Linked DNA regions of Mus musculus: all the other regions are linked to region 2. Evidence: chromatin contacts called from public Hi-C, HiChIP or PLAC-seq and Micro-C data. All regions are on one chromosome and are shown on one strand. The core of a region is the stretch at or near the end of the contact, and the rest is flanking DNA. Distances in the headings are between cores, read along the strand shown. Region 1 holds the start of 2310015A16Rik (a long non-coding RNA gene). Region 2 has its middle 35 kb from the start of Gm41563. Region 3 has its middle 4.9 kb from the start of Gm41566. Region 4 has its middle 3.2 kb from the start of Gm30509.

What was found. A called contact is a pair of places that touch in the nucleus more often than the background predicts. HiChIP or PLAC-seq counts read pairs in DNA pulled down with a chosen protein or histone mark.
Region 1: a Hi-C map of muscle stem cells shows a contact between it and region 2, with 2.9 times the contacts expected there. The contact joins the promoter of 2310015A16Rik here to the enhancer-like site in region 2. A contact is called at or near these places in 9 of 484 Hi-C or Micro-C datasets (the C2C12 cell line, the HL-1 cell line, the N1E-115 cell line and 5 more), 2 of 115 datasets of contacts at active chromatin or transcription factors (the HPC-7 cell line and embryonic stem cells) and 1 of 9 other capture datasets (embryonic stem cells).
Region 3: a contact with region 2 is called in a Micro-C map of muscle stem cells, with 2.8 times the contacts expected there. The contact joins two enhancer-like sites. A contact is called at or near these places in 5 of 484 Hi-C or Micro-C datasets (the C2C12 cell line, the HL-1 cell line, liver and 2 more) and 3 of 115 datasets of contacts at active chromatin or transcription factors (the HPC-7 cell line, embryonic stem cells and pancreatic cancer cells).
Region 4: a contact with region 2 is called in an HNF4G HiChIP or PLAC-seq map of pancreatic cancer cells. The contact joins two enhancer-like sites. A contact is called at or near these places in 1 of 484 Hi-C or Micro-C datasets (natural killer cells) and 3 of 115 datasets of contacts at active chromatin or transcription factors (the SCID.adh cell line, embryonic stem cells and pancreatic cancer cells).

What each region holds. Positions count from the first base shown.
Region 1 is chr17:31,911,090-31,913,845 of GRCm38.p6, forward strand. 2310015A16Rik (a long non-coding RNA gene) reads right to left here and starts at 1,355. Exons shown (of 3, transcript XR_876746.3): 1 at 1,265-1,355. It overlaps Gm30571 (a long non-coding RNA gene), which reads left to right and starts at 1,376. Exons shown (of 2, transcript XR_385538.3): 1 at 1,376-1,566; 2 at 1,646-2,714.
Region 2 is chr17:31,789,443-31,792,184 of GRCm38.p6, forward strand. No RefSeq gene overlaps it. Among named protein-coding and RNA genes, the nearest start is that of Gm41563, 35 kb to the right of the region's middle. Within about 2 kb of position 1,394, at least 185 of the 459 cell types and tissues checked have an H3K27ac peak or open chromatin away from gene starts, as enhancers often do. A contact at or near this core is called in the C2C12 cell line, the HL-1 cell line, the HPC-7 cell line and 6 more, where this site is marked.
Region 3 is chr17:31,891,687-31,894,386 of GRCm38.p6, forward strand. No RefSeq gene overlaps it. Among named protein-coding and RNA genes, the nearest start is that of Gm41566, 4.9 kb to the right of the region's middle. Within about 2 kb of position 1,310, at least 82 of the 459 cell types and tissues checked have an H3K27ac peak or open chromatin away from gene starts, as enhancers often do. A contact at or near this core is called in the C2C12 cell line, the HL-1 cell line, muscle stem cells and 1 more, where this site is marked.
Region 4 is chr17:31,872,918-31,875,728 of GRCm38.p6, forward strand. No RefSeq gene overlaps it. Among named protein-coding and RNA genes, the nearest start is that of Gm30509, 3.2 kb to the left of the region's middle. Within about 2 kb of position 1,299, at least 67 of the 459 cell types and tissues checked have an H3K27ac peak or open chromatin away from gene starts, as enhancers often do. A contact at or near this core is called in pancreatic cancer cells, where this site is marked.

The DNA of each region.
Region 1 (2,756 bases), core at 105-2,604, 120 kb after region 2:
GCTCAGTGCCTTTTTGCTAATAGATAGTTTTTGCCTTGTTGTGTGTGTGGAGGGAGTGGGGATTGTTATTGCTGTTGTATTTATTTATTTGTTTGTTTGTTTATTTGTTTATTTTAGACACTATCTTGCTTTTCAGGTCTGGAACTCACTCTGTAGCCCAGGTTGGTCTGAAACTCACAGAGATCCGCCTGCCTCTGCCTCCCAAGTGCTCGGATTAAAAGTGTGCGCCACCACACCTGGCCCTTTTAAATCTTGTACCCTGGGCACACCTGGTGTACCTCCCGAAATATACTTTCACTTAAAGTCATCCGTTCCCAGCATCTACCTAAGAGGAAGGAAAGCATGCCTGCTTAAAGAGAAGCTCAAAAATGGCCTAGAGTTGGGCGTGGCGGCCACGCCTTTAGTCCCAGCACACAGGAGGCAGAGTCAGGCAGATCCATGTGAGTTGGAGGCCAGCCTGGTCTAGTCAGTAAATCTCAGGACAGCCAGAACTGTTACACAGAGACCCTGTCTTAAAAACCAAAGATCAAAAAATAAATAAATAAATAAAAAGAAAGGAAGCAAGCAAAGGAAGGAAGGAAGGAAGGAAGGAAGGAAGGAAGCAAAGGAAAGATGCAACAGCTTCATTCACAATGACCAGAAAGCAGGAGCATCCAAGTGAGCATTGCCTGCTGAATGGAGAAACACCATTGGTTCATTCAAACAGTGGTGATACCAGTCACACAGGAATGAAGCAACGCCTCCTGTACAGGTCCGTCAAGTCCCCAGGATATACCACTCCATGGGAGGAACCATGCGTGGAGGCCACTGTCCCTGAATATCAGAGCAGGCCAGTCTAAGGAAACAACATTGGTGGTTGCCAGGGGCCCGGGCAGGAACAGGGATTAGCTGTAGCCAGTAAAGTCACTTAACAGAACCGAGGGCTGAGGAGACCGCTCCGTGAGTCAGACAATTGCCGCACAAGTATGCGGCCCTGAGTTCGGATCCCCAACATTTACAGAACCGGGCCTGGCTGCCAGAGCAGCAGGCTGAAGGTCTAGCTGCAGACCCTGTGCAAAACAATGTGGAAAAGCCATCAAGGAAGACGACACCCTCGGCATCAGCCTCTGGCTACTACATGCTGAGCTCGTGTGCGTGCATGCACGCTTGCTTACACACACACACACACACACACACACACACACACACACACACACACACGACAAGCGAGTGATTCTCCAAAACAAATTCAGGCAGAAGGGCAGGTAGGCTCTGAAGCGTTTACCTAGGCCGTGGCTGGCAGCCTGAGAACACCCTTCCCTCCGTGTCAAGTCTGTACTCAAAGAAGAAAAACTTAAACAAATAAATAAACAAAAAAAGCAGCTGAGCAGGGCAGCCGCACCCAGCATCCTGGCCGCGGCGGGAACATTCCGTCTCGGAACCCCGGTGGGTCTCTGTTTGTGCAGGCAGAGCTGTCTGACGCCATTGCCCGCAGCTGGCATCTCTGCCCTGGAGCCTCAGCGCCATGGCCCAACCCTCCCTCTGTGGGCTGGGCCTTTCAGGACTACATCTGTGAGCACTGTGCTGGTAAGCTGACAGAGGGTCAGTACCGGGCTCGGCTACACCCTTCGCTATAGTAGAGATGTCATTGTCCCCAACCCCGCAGAGTAGCAAAGACCTGAGAGAAGCCCCGACAGCATCCTGTCCACAAGGAAGATTCCTCATCTTGACTGCAGCCTGCTCTCCCTTCAATAGAGAGAGACAAGATCCCTACCTCGTGCCATGGGGCCCAGAGGAGACAAGATTAATGGATGGGTAATATGTTGGGCAACGTGCAGTGGGGCTGTTTGGCACGTCCCTTTATCTTTCTGTCGCTTGGGTGACGCCTTATACAGAACTAAGGGACACACAGCTGCCTGGGCTGGTGATTGCCTTGATTTTCACTAAATCCTTTCTACCGTGATCACTGCCGGCGAGCAGCTCTTCTGAACTCTTCCAGCATCTGGAACAGCCTGGACCGGCAGAAACACCCACAGATGTAATTAGCCCAGGAAGCTGAGCTGCGTCACCTCACACGGGTTCTGAAGCTCCGGTGTTTGCTGCCCCTTGCTCATTCCCACGCGTATTTTTAAGCCTTCCTGCCTGGCTGCCTGGCTTGAGGTATCCCTGGGGCTCAAGTGATGTGTGTTGACATTCTCCCGAAGTTACAGAAGTCCTTAATGATCCAAATTTAAAATATCATCTCCCCAGACAGATAGATTGGTGGTGATCTGCCTCTGGACTAGATTGGTTCAAATTAAATTTGACCTAAGGAGGCCTCCGGAGGGGTGCCTAGGTCAGACTTTGCAGCCTGGTGTGGCCAACTAAGCCTAGTGGCTCTATAACAAAAGCAGGCCTGGCTGCTGCTGGCCCAACCAATCACAGGCAGAGGTTGGACTCAAGCCAGCCTCAGATCTTGCTCAGGAGATCTGCACGGTCCCCATCACTGTGCCTCCATCCGGCTGGATTTCCAGGGCATGCTGCCTGACAGAACTGGGAACCTTTCTGAGGGATGCCTGGGCCAAGCGTCAGAGGAGCTGAGGACCCAGGCACACCTGCTCTCACTTTGTCTTCAGGAATTGATTTTTAACCTTCTTTCTTGGGGGGGGGGGGTTACATGTGTGTGGTTCGTGCACACACTTATGTGTTCCAGCCTATGTGTTTGAAGAGACCAGAGGAAGCCCTTGGGCATTCTACTCTGTCACTCTCTGCCTTGTTCCTTTGAGACAGGCTCTCTC
Region 2 (2,742 bases), core at 144-2,643:
ACACAGTGAGGCCTTGGCGTTCTCCAAACCACAGTTCCATGCGAATCAGACACTGTTTGTCACACACTGTCTGTCACCACCCTAGGCTCTTAGTGCCAGCTTCCTGTCCCCTAGGCTGACGGATCCTGAGCACAAGATCTTAACTCTCAAGGTGGGGCCCTTTAACTGCTTTCCTGTGGGCCTACGCCCCTTCAACCTGGCTGGTTTGGAGTCTCTGGAAACCTTCTTTTCCCGGATTCTTGGATTCCAGGGAGAGAAGCTGGTAAGGACCTCCCTTGGGGAGTAAGGGGGAAAATGACTCGGATCACAGAGCACTAAGAAGCCTTCACCAAGATGTAAAGAGCCCAGGTCACCTTCACAGGCGATGCCCAATCCCTCAGTCTGCTAAGCCAGCAGGGCAACTAGTGTCTGACCACAAGTCCATTGCAATCACAACTGCACCCCCCCACACACACATACCTTATTCTCAACCCAGGACTCAATGAGGGGTACAGAGGCCATGGGAACAGAAAGAGGGTGTTTTGGCTAAGGAGCATGAACGACCTTGTAGACACTAGCAGAAGGGATATGGGCAGCTCCACCAGGGGTAATTACTGCCACAAGTTGGAGCATTTTGCTGACAGGAGGGGGATGGGCTGGGTGACCATGGTGACAACCGCTTGCTCGCTTGCTTGCTCTCTCTCTCTCTCTCTCTCCCTCTCTCTCTGTGTGTGTGTGTGTGTGTGTGTGTGTGTGTGAGTGAGAGAGAGAGAGAGAGAGAGAGAGAGAGAGAGAGAGCAGGCTGCCGGCGCCTTCCCAGAAATTCTTTGTAAGGATAAACCACCCAGTCTTTGAAGTGATTCACAACTGCTCCTGCCCAGAGCAGGAGGCATCAGTAAAAATGAGAGGGCACACGGGAGGAGGGGTGGGGAGGATCGGGGTTGTGGAGGGACACATGTAGGTTTACACACCCCTACTACTGACTGCCCATCTCTTTCCACCCAGGAAGAGGCTAGGCTACGGCACAGCCTCTGTGACACACCAGGAAAGAGTAGACAGTGCCCCCTCTTTCTGACCCCTCTGTCTCCCAGTGCTCACACTGGGGGCTCTTTGAGGACGCTTTTATCTCTGTGAAATTGCAGGTTTGCAGGCGTGGTGAGGGCTCCTACCGAGGGCCTCAATTAGCAGGAGTTCTCCATGACCCGGTAGACACAGAGTGACAAGCCGGCTGCTCTGGGAGCCAAAGGGAGCCCAATGTGGGAGGGATAATCCACTTCCGCTCCGCCTCTGGGAGCTTGACCTCCGCGGTGTGCGCATCATGGAAACTGCCTTCAAAGCCCTGCACCGTGGGGAGAGGGGTGAGGGCTCAGCAGCATGTGGCTCTGTTGACCATGCTGTCTGTCTCTCTTGGGATGCTTGCCTGGGTTCCTGAGAGCCGTGATGTCATTGTGACTCTCTGCAGCTGCCAAGCACCCGCCGTGCAGGCCCCTCCTGGCCAGCTAGGCACTGACGCAAATCAAAAGCTTCCAGCTCAGGGCAGCTGCCACCCGCCACTCAGCTGGCAGCCTGCGGTCCACGGAGGGAGGGCGTGCAGGTTCCAGAGCAGGGCAGCATTTGAGACAATCAGCTGCTCTTTAAAGGGTGGCCAACGTGGCATATGGTGCTCTGAAGGTCAAGGACAGACAGCTGTCCTAGGAGCTATATGTCCTGCCTGCTAGCCCCCTACTGCCCCTTGCCCTCTTTCTAGTGCCACAGGGGTCTTTTAGCTTTGTCCACTGGGTACTTGGAAGGAAAGAAGGCCAGGTGGATACACAAACCCAGAAGGGAGTGAGGGTGGCCCATGGGCAGTAAGGAAGGAAGAGTGCACTCAGCAGAGCTTCAGTGGCCTGCCTTCCTTGGCCTCTGAGGTGCTGCCATCCCCATCAGAAGACTCTCCATTCATGTGCCTATAGCTGCGTGAGCATCTGCTGAAATCTAGGAGAAATGTGTTGAATGAGTTCACGAGGGTGGATGATTGTGAAGACATCAGGCACTCTCTAGGCACCACTGAATGGGGTCAGGGGTGGAAGCCCTGGTCACCCTAAGCAGAGCGACATGCGGCCTAGAAATTCTCCCAGCCTACCAGAGCACACCATTCTTCCTTAAACGGGAGGACTTTCATTCATACGTGTTCACACAGACACATATACACCCATGAGATCCACTCAAGAGGCACATGCGCCTGTATGGTACATGCGGACATCGCACATAGATGTTCACGGTTTCTATAGATATACACGCACATATAGGTTCACAGCGTGCACACCCACGCAGGCACATAATGAGCCTACTCTCACACACTGGTACATTCATATGCAAGCATTTGTTCGTGAGCGTGCACACTGCGTGTCAGGCCCAAAGTCGTCTCTTCATGGCGACCTGCACGAGCAGCGCATGCGCAGAAGCTCAAAAGCCACAGGGCAGATGGCTACAGTGGGATAGCTACTCTAGGTTGGGCCAGGTCCGGGTGGGCAGACCTAACAAGGCTAAGGATACTGACATGATCTTTAAGATGTCTTTTCTATGATGGGTCAGGTGGATACGCAAGCAGAGCAGGGTGAGGCTGCGTAGTGGACAAGCTTTGTGAGAGGAGGATGCGTTCCAGCCACAGAGAGAACAGTTAGCTGACAGCTGGAATGGAACCCTGTGCTGTACCGAGGAAACCCCGTGCCTGCGTGGTTCCTTGAGCCACACAACCAGAAGGGTGGAGAGATGCACCACTCG
Region 3 (2,700 bases), core at 60-2,559, 100 kb after region 2:
ATTTGTGAGCTCACTAACACAACACAGCCTAGATAGAGGAACTGAGAGCCTGGAGGAGCTGAGGGCTGGAGCCTTGCTCCCTTTCCTTGCCTATCTAAACAGCTTTCTGAGGCAGTCTCCTTTGTCTCCTTGCAGTCTCAGGAGTCACAGTGGCCCAGCCTTGGGCTCTCAGATGGAGTCAAGGAAGCCAAAGAGAAAACAAGACTGGCTGTATACACTCCCGCTCTAGAGAATAAAACTCCAGAGAAGCAGAGATGCTGACACACCCCGAATGTCTTTAGGATTCCGCACACTGTCATTTGAAAAGAGCCAGGCAGGCTGTACACTATGAGATTGTAACCACAGGCCATCTGGAAAAGGCAGATCAGGCAGACAGTAAACTGTCAGTGGTTGTCTGGGATGCAGGGCAGGGGTGGGTGGTGAGGAGACATGAGTGGAGAGAGGAAGAAAGCTGAGCCAGGAGGAGCGGGGACTCTGCAGACACTGTCACCTGGGACACTCACAGCTCTACATTTCTCTAAATGCCTAGAATATCCAACTCATCCATGTGCCTGTGTCCCCTTCCAATACAAGACAGCATCATAGGGAGTCCCCATGGGGAGGGAGCTGGAGGGGTCATGTGAGTCTTTTTTGTACTTTTGTCAATTTTTCTGTAAAACTAAAACTGCTCTAAGAAAATATAGTCTTTCATTTTCCAATGAAACAAAAAGAAAATAGGAAGAGTGGGGGGGGAGGGGGGGGAGAAGGAGAGGGAGAAGGAGAGTGAGGAGGAGAGAGAAGAGGAGAGGAAGGAAGAGAAGAAAGAGGAGGAGGAGAAGGAGGAGGAGGAAGGAAGAGGAGATGGAGGAGGGAGGAGGAGAGGGAGGAAGAGAGGGAGGAGGGGGAAGAGAGAGGAGGAGAGGGAAGAGGAGAGGAAGGAAGAGAAGAAAGAGGAGGAGGAGAAGGAGGAGGAGAAAGGAAGAGGAGATGGAGGAGGGAGGAGGAGAGGGAGGAGGAGGGGGGGTTAGAAGAGGAGACTCAACATCAGGCCAAGGACAAGGACTTTTTCCCCTTTAAACAGCTCTGTGGGGTGTGGGCAGCTTTCGGAGTCCTGTCCTGTGTGCCCTGCAGATGTGGGACGCTTTCTCTCATCAGAGTCTGGATTAACAACAGCGCTCTGGGCTCTCAGGACGACCCTGAAACCTGACCATCTCTTGGCCTTATCCGGAGGCACCCCTGGGGCCTCCTCGCCTCCCTGACTCCAGGCTGTGCCTGGGGCAGCCTGCCAGCTGGGGCCTGTCTCCAGCTGCCTTGACAGATCACCACTTAGCCTGGAGGTGCCAGAACATGATTCACTAGCGCGCTGATGACTAAGGCTCCCCGGCCAGCCCTCCCATCATGCTGTGGCGCTGGCATTCTTAGTGGATGCCACCACAGGGGACTGCCAGCTGGCTAAGGCCAGGAGATCTATGGTTGAGGTGAGGCATCCACTACATCTGCCCACCAGAGCTCCTGCCCTAGGTGGCAAAGGCTGTGACCTGTCCATGGTGGTGACACTATGTCCTGCAGACATGTCGGGAGTCAGAGGTGCCTACAGCGTGAGTGAACAGTGATGAGCTGCTCCCCTTGATAACTGGGGTAACGGCCTCCATTGCACGCTCAAGCCTCGTCTTTCTTAGTAACTCATTTTTCTAGACAGACAGACAGACAGAAACACAAACACAACATGCACACATCCCTAAATCCATTTCTCTCATAATTCATTTCACTGGCTTCTCTCAGACAGCATTGAAAAGAATGGACTTTATAGGAAACAAGCAGTCAGGTCCCCCATGAGCCAAGTCAGTGGGGAGCTGGTGCTTTTCTAAGTATCGAGAGGAAGAAACTCAGGGGCATCTCAGGACATCGGCCACACTTCCTCCTGGACCACTGGAGGGAAGGATGCCACAGGCATGCTCCTCCCCAGCAAGGTTTATGGTCCTCTTGGACTCAGTGAAATGAACCTGCTTGTTGTCCCTTGTAGACAGGCCTGGCCTGTTGCTGGTGAAGGGCCAGCTGAGAACCCACCGAGGCCCTGCCCTCAGGTTATGCTTTGATGTCCTCCCAACCAGCCATTTGAAAATTTCTTAGTGACAGGGGACACAGGAGTGGCATGTAACCCTAGAAGCCACCCTACCCCCACCCTGGTAAAAACTAGCCTCTGTGACTTCTTCTGTTGCTCTCCAGCAGCAGGGACACCTCTTGCAGTAGGCAGAACGGAATCCTATGTCGGCCATTAAAATACAAAGAAACAAAACCTAAGTTTCAGTTAAGACTAGGCACTTGATATGCCAGGGTTGATCAATATCCAAGGGAGGCCTACCCTTTTCCAGAGAGGGAGGAGGAGTGCATTGTTGGGAGCAGGAGAGAGACTGGGGGGGGGGGACTGGGCGGAGGGGGGAAACTAGAGACAGAATGTAAAAAAACAAAAAAGAAAGAAAGAAAGGAAGGAAGGAAGGAAGGAAGGAAGGAAGAAAGAAAGAAAGAAAGAAAGAAAGAAAGAAAGAAAGAAAGAAAGAAAGAAAGAAAGAAAAGGAAGGAAGAGAGAAGGAAGAAAGGAAGGAAGGAAGGAAGGAAGGAAGGAAGGAAGGAAGGAACATATATATGAGAGATAGCAAACACCTATAACTCTAGCTCCAAGGGATGCCCTCTTTTGGCAGACACACACACACACACAACTTT
Region 4 (2,811 bases), core at 49-2,548, 83 kb after region 2:
CAGCTTCACACCGCACCCCTGGCTCACACAGAAACACAGGGAGCCAGAAGCAGGTGGAAGGAGGCTTCAAGGAGCTCCTTCTCGAAGGTGAGCAACCTGCTCTCTCAGGGGTGGGTTCCAGTGTCACCTCTGAGGGAGACTGGGACAGTGTGGCTTCTCTTGTGAGTCCCATGCAGAGTCACACACTACTAGGTGAATGAGGCAAGGCACAGACACTTGGAATGTGTTCGTTTGGGGAACGCTAGCAGTGGGTAGCCTCAGGGTCTAGCTGTCTGTCCTCTCTCTCTTTTTATCTGTAGTTCCTCAGATCTCTGGGCTGATGCCCTCTACTGCTCTCTACCCACACAGGACTGAAACAGATGCTGGCCTTCCTATGCCCTGTAGGGGAGGGGCCCCGAACAAGACATGCCACACTAAAGCCACCAAACCACAAACACTTTGAAGGAGTAATGGGAGAGAGAGAGAGAGAGACTCAGTTTGAAGTCATTGGTTAGTGTGAGGTTGGGGGCTGGGACACTGAGGAGCCAAGTCACCTATAGAATGAGCGTGGTACACTCAGTCACCATGAGTCTCCCAGCAAGTACCTTCACCAGTTCAAGAGGGTCCCCTGTTCCCAGCACCCTGTCTGTTGTAGAAGTCAGTGTTGGACAGGATGTGGCAGGCATCATCAACTCTGCAAGACTCCTTTTATGGGGAAGCCTTGGATCCTCGGTTCGAGAAAGCCCCGTGTAAGGCTAGGGACAACCAGGTGCTTCCTGGGGGTCTCCGAGGACGTCAGCCCACACCATGGTACTATGTTTGCTGCTAGCTTTGGTACCTGGACTGCAGCCTAGTTGGCTTACAAGGCCACTGTCTAATGGATAGTACACAGAGGAGCCTCTGTGCCTGTTTCCATGTTTGCATTTCTGTGTGCACCCATGAATCTGTGTACATACGGGTATGTTTGTACATACGCAGGACTGTTTGTGTGCTTTGTGTTTCTATGTCAGTGGCCGTGAACGTGTGTGTTGCCGTGTGTATATCTAGACTTGCAAAACACCCAACCCCACTCACGTATAGACACTTACGCATATAATGTACCAAATGAGGGTAAGAATGTTTCTTTTATTTAGCCTGGAGCCTCGAGAGAGCACCCAATTGCTGGGGTGACCCGTGGAGAGGTCAGGATGAATCAGACTAATTGGAAACGAACAGGAAAGGGTGAGATCATCATGTTGGATGTGACAAAGCAGCAGGGAGGGCGAGGGTCAGCACTGTGTACTAAACTCCACAGCAAAATAAGATCCAGGAAAGTGGCAGCAGCAGAGAGCCCCGCCCCCTGGACACAAGCGGAGGGAGAGCTCCAGGCAACTAGGCCAAAAGTCCCTCTTAGTGACCAGTCCGCATGGCAAAGCAGGACACTTTAGGTACTGTTTTGGCCAAGGGATGGTGACACACACACATCCATCAGAGAAGTTCTTTCTCCGCTTCCAGACTGCCCTATCCTTTGTGGCCCGCCTTCTCCTACCCCATCAGCCCTGGGCAGTTTATTAACTTGGACAGACCCAGAGCCACACAAAGGGGCACAGGTGTTGCTAATGAGGTAAAAGAAGATGGTTTTATTTGCTCTGTGCCCATATGTCCCTGCTTGATGGCAGTCTGCACTCAGCCAGTCTAAGACCCCAAGAACAATGGCCAGCCAGCAGGACTAGGAGCTGGTCATGTCTGCCTGCCATCACTGTAGGGCTGTAAAACAGAGCTCTACCAATTCCTCCCTGGGGCCCCGGAGTGCAGACGCTGTGGCACATAGCAGTCAGCTGTTCTCGAAGCTTCTCTGTCCGTCTATCTCCACATGCCTGTCGGGGATCGACTAGATCCCTGGGATGGACTCCAAAACCATCTTCCTTTACCCCGTGTCCATCTGTCCGTCTGTCTCCACATGCCTGTCGGGGATCGACTGGATCCCTGGGATGGATTCCAAAACCATCTTCCTTTACCCCGTGTCCAGGCTCAGACCTGCCCTTTGGGGGCCCTGCACTAAGCCAAGTTCTGTGTGGACAGCACAGGCAAAGCTCAGGGCAAGGTGAGGGTTACAGGGCCACATGGGTCTCCTGGTGTCTGGCCTGTTTTGACCCCAAAGTCAGAGCCATACTGGGACGAGCACTGGCCTCTCCTCTGCCTCGTTGGCTCATCCAGACAGCAGAAGTTTACCAAGAAGGGATGACCCAGAGACCAGATGGGTGGTGTGGGCAAGGGAGGCAGAAACGAAGCTCCAGTCAGCCCCTTTGTCCACGCAAGGCCCTTTTCAAGGACTTAGCACTACCACTCTCAAATACTGTCTGTCTCTTCCTTTCCCAGGGCTGAGCCCATTGATCCCATCTGAAGCTGGAAATGATGTCAGCTAGAATTAATGGCTGCTTTATCTGTGCTAGAGCTACGGAATGTGCTAGAATTCAGATTGGTGATGAAGCCATCCCCGGTTGCTGAAAGTAATTCTCTGCCTCCAGAGAGGCCTTGAGAGGAAGCCCAGTGTTGGGTATCCCCTTATCTCTAGTCATAGCACTATCTGTCTGTCTTTCGGCCCAGCCAGGCAGAGCATGCTGGGAAAATCCCATCGGCAGCTGCATCTCCTCCAGTGTGACCACTGGGGTTTCCTGGGGGAACCCACCTGAGGAAGTCTGGCTCATTAAAATCTAAATTGAAACAAAATGCAAATTCCTGAGAAGTCAGTCTAGGTTTCCAAGAAGTTCCAGTGTGGTCTGACAGACGTTCTTTGATGCGTTCTGCAACTCACTCCAGCTGAGGTCCAGTGGCATGCCAGGCTCGAGATGG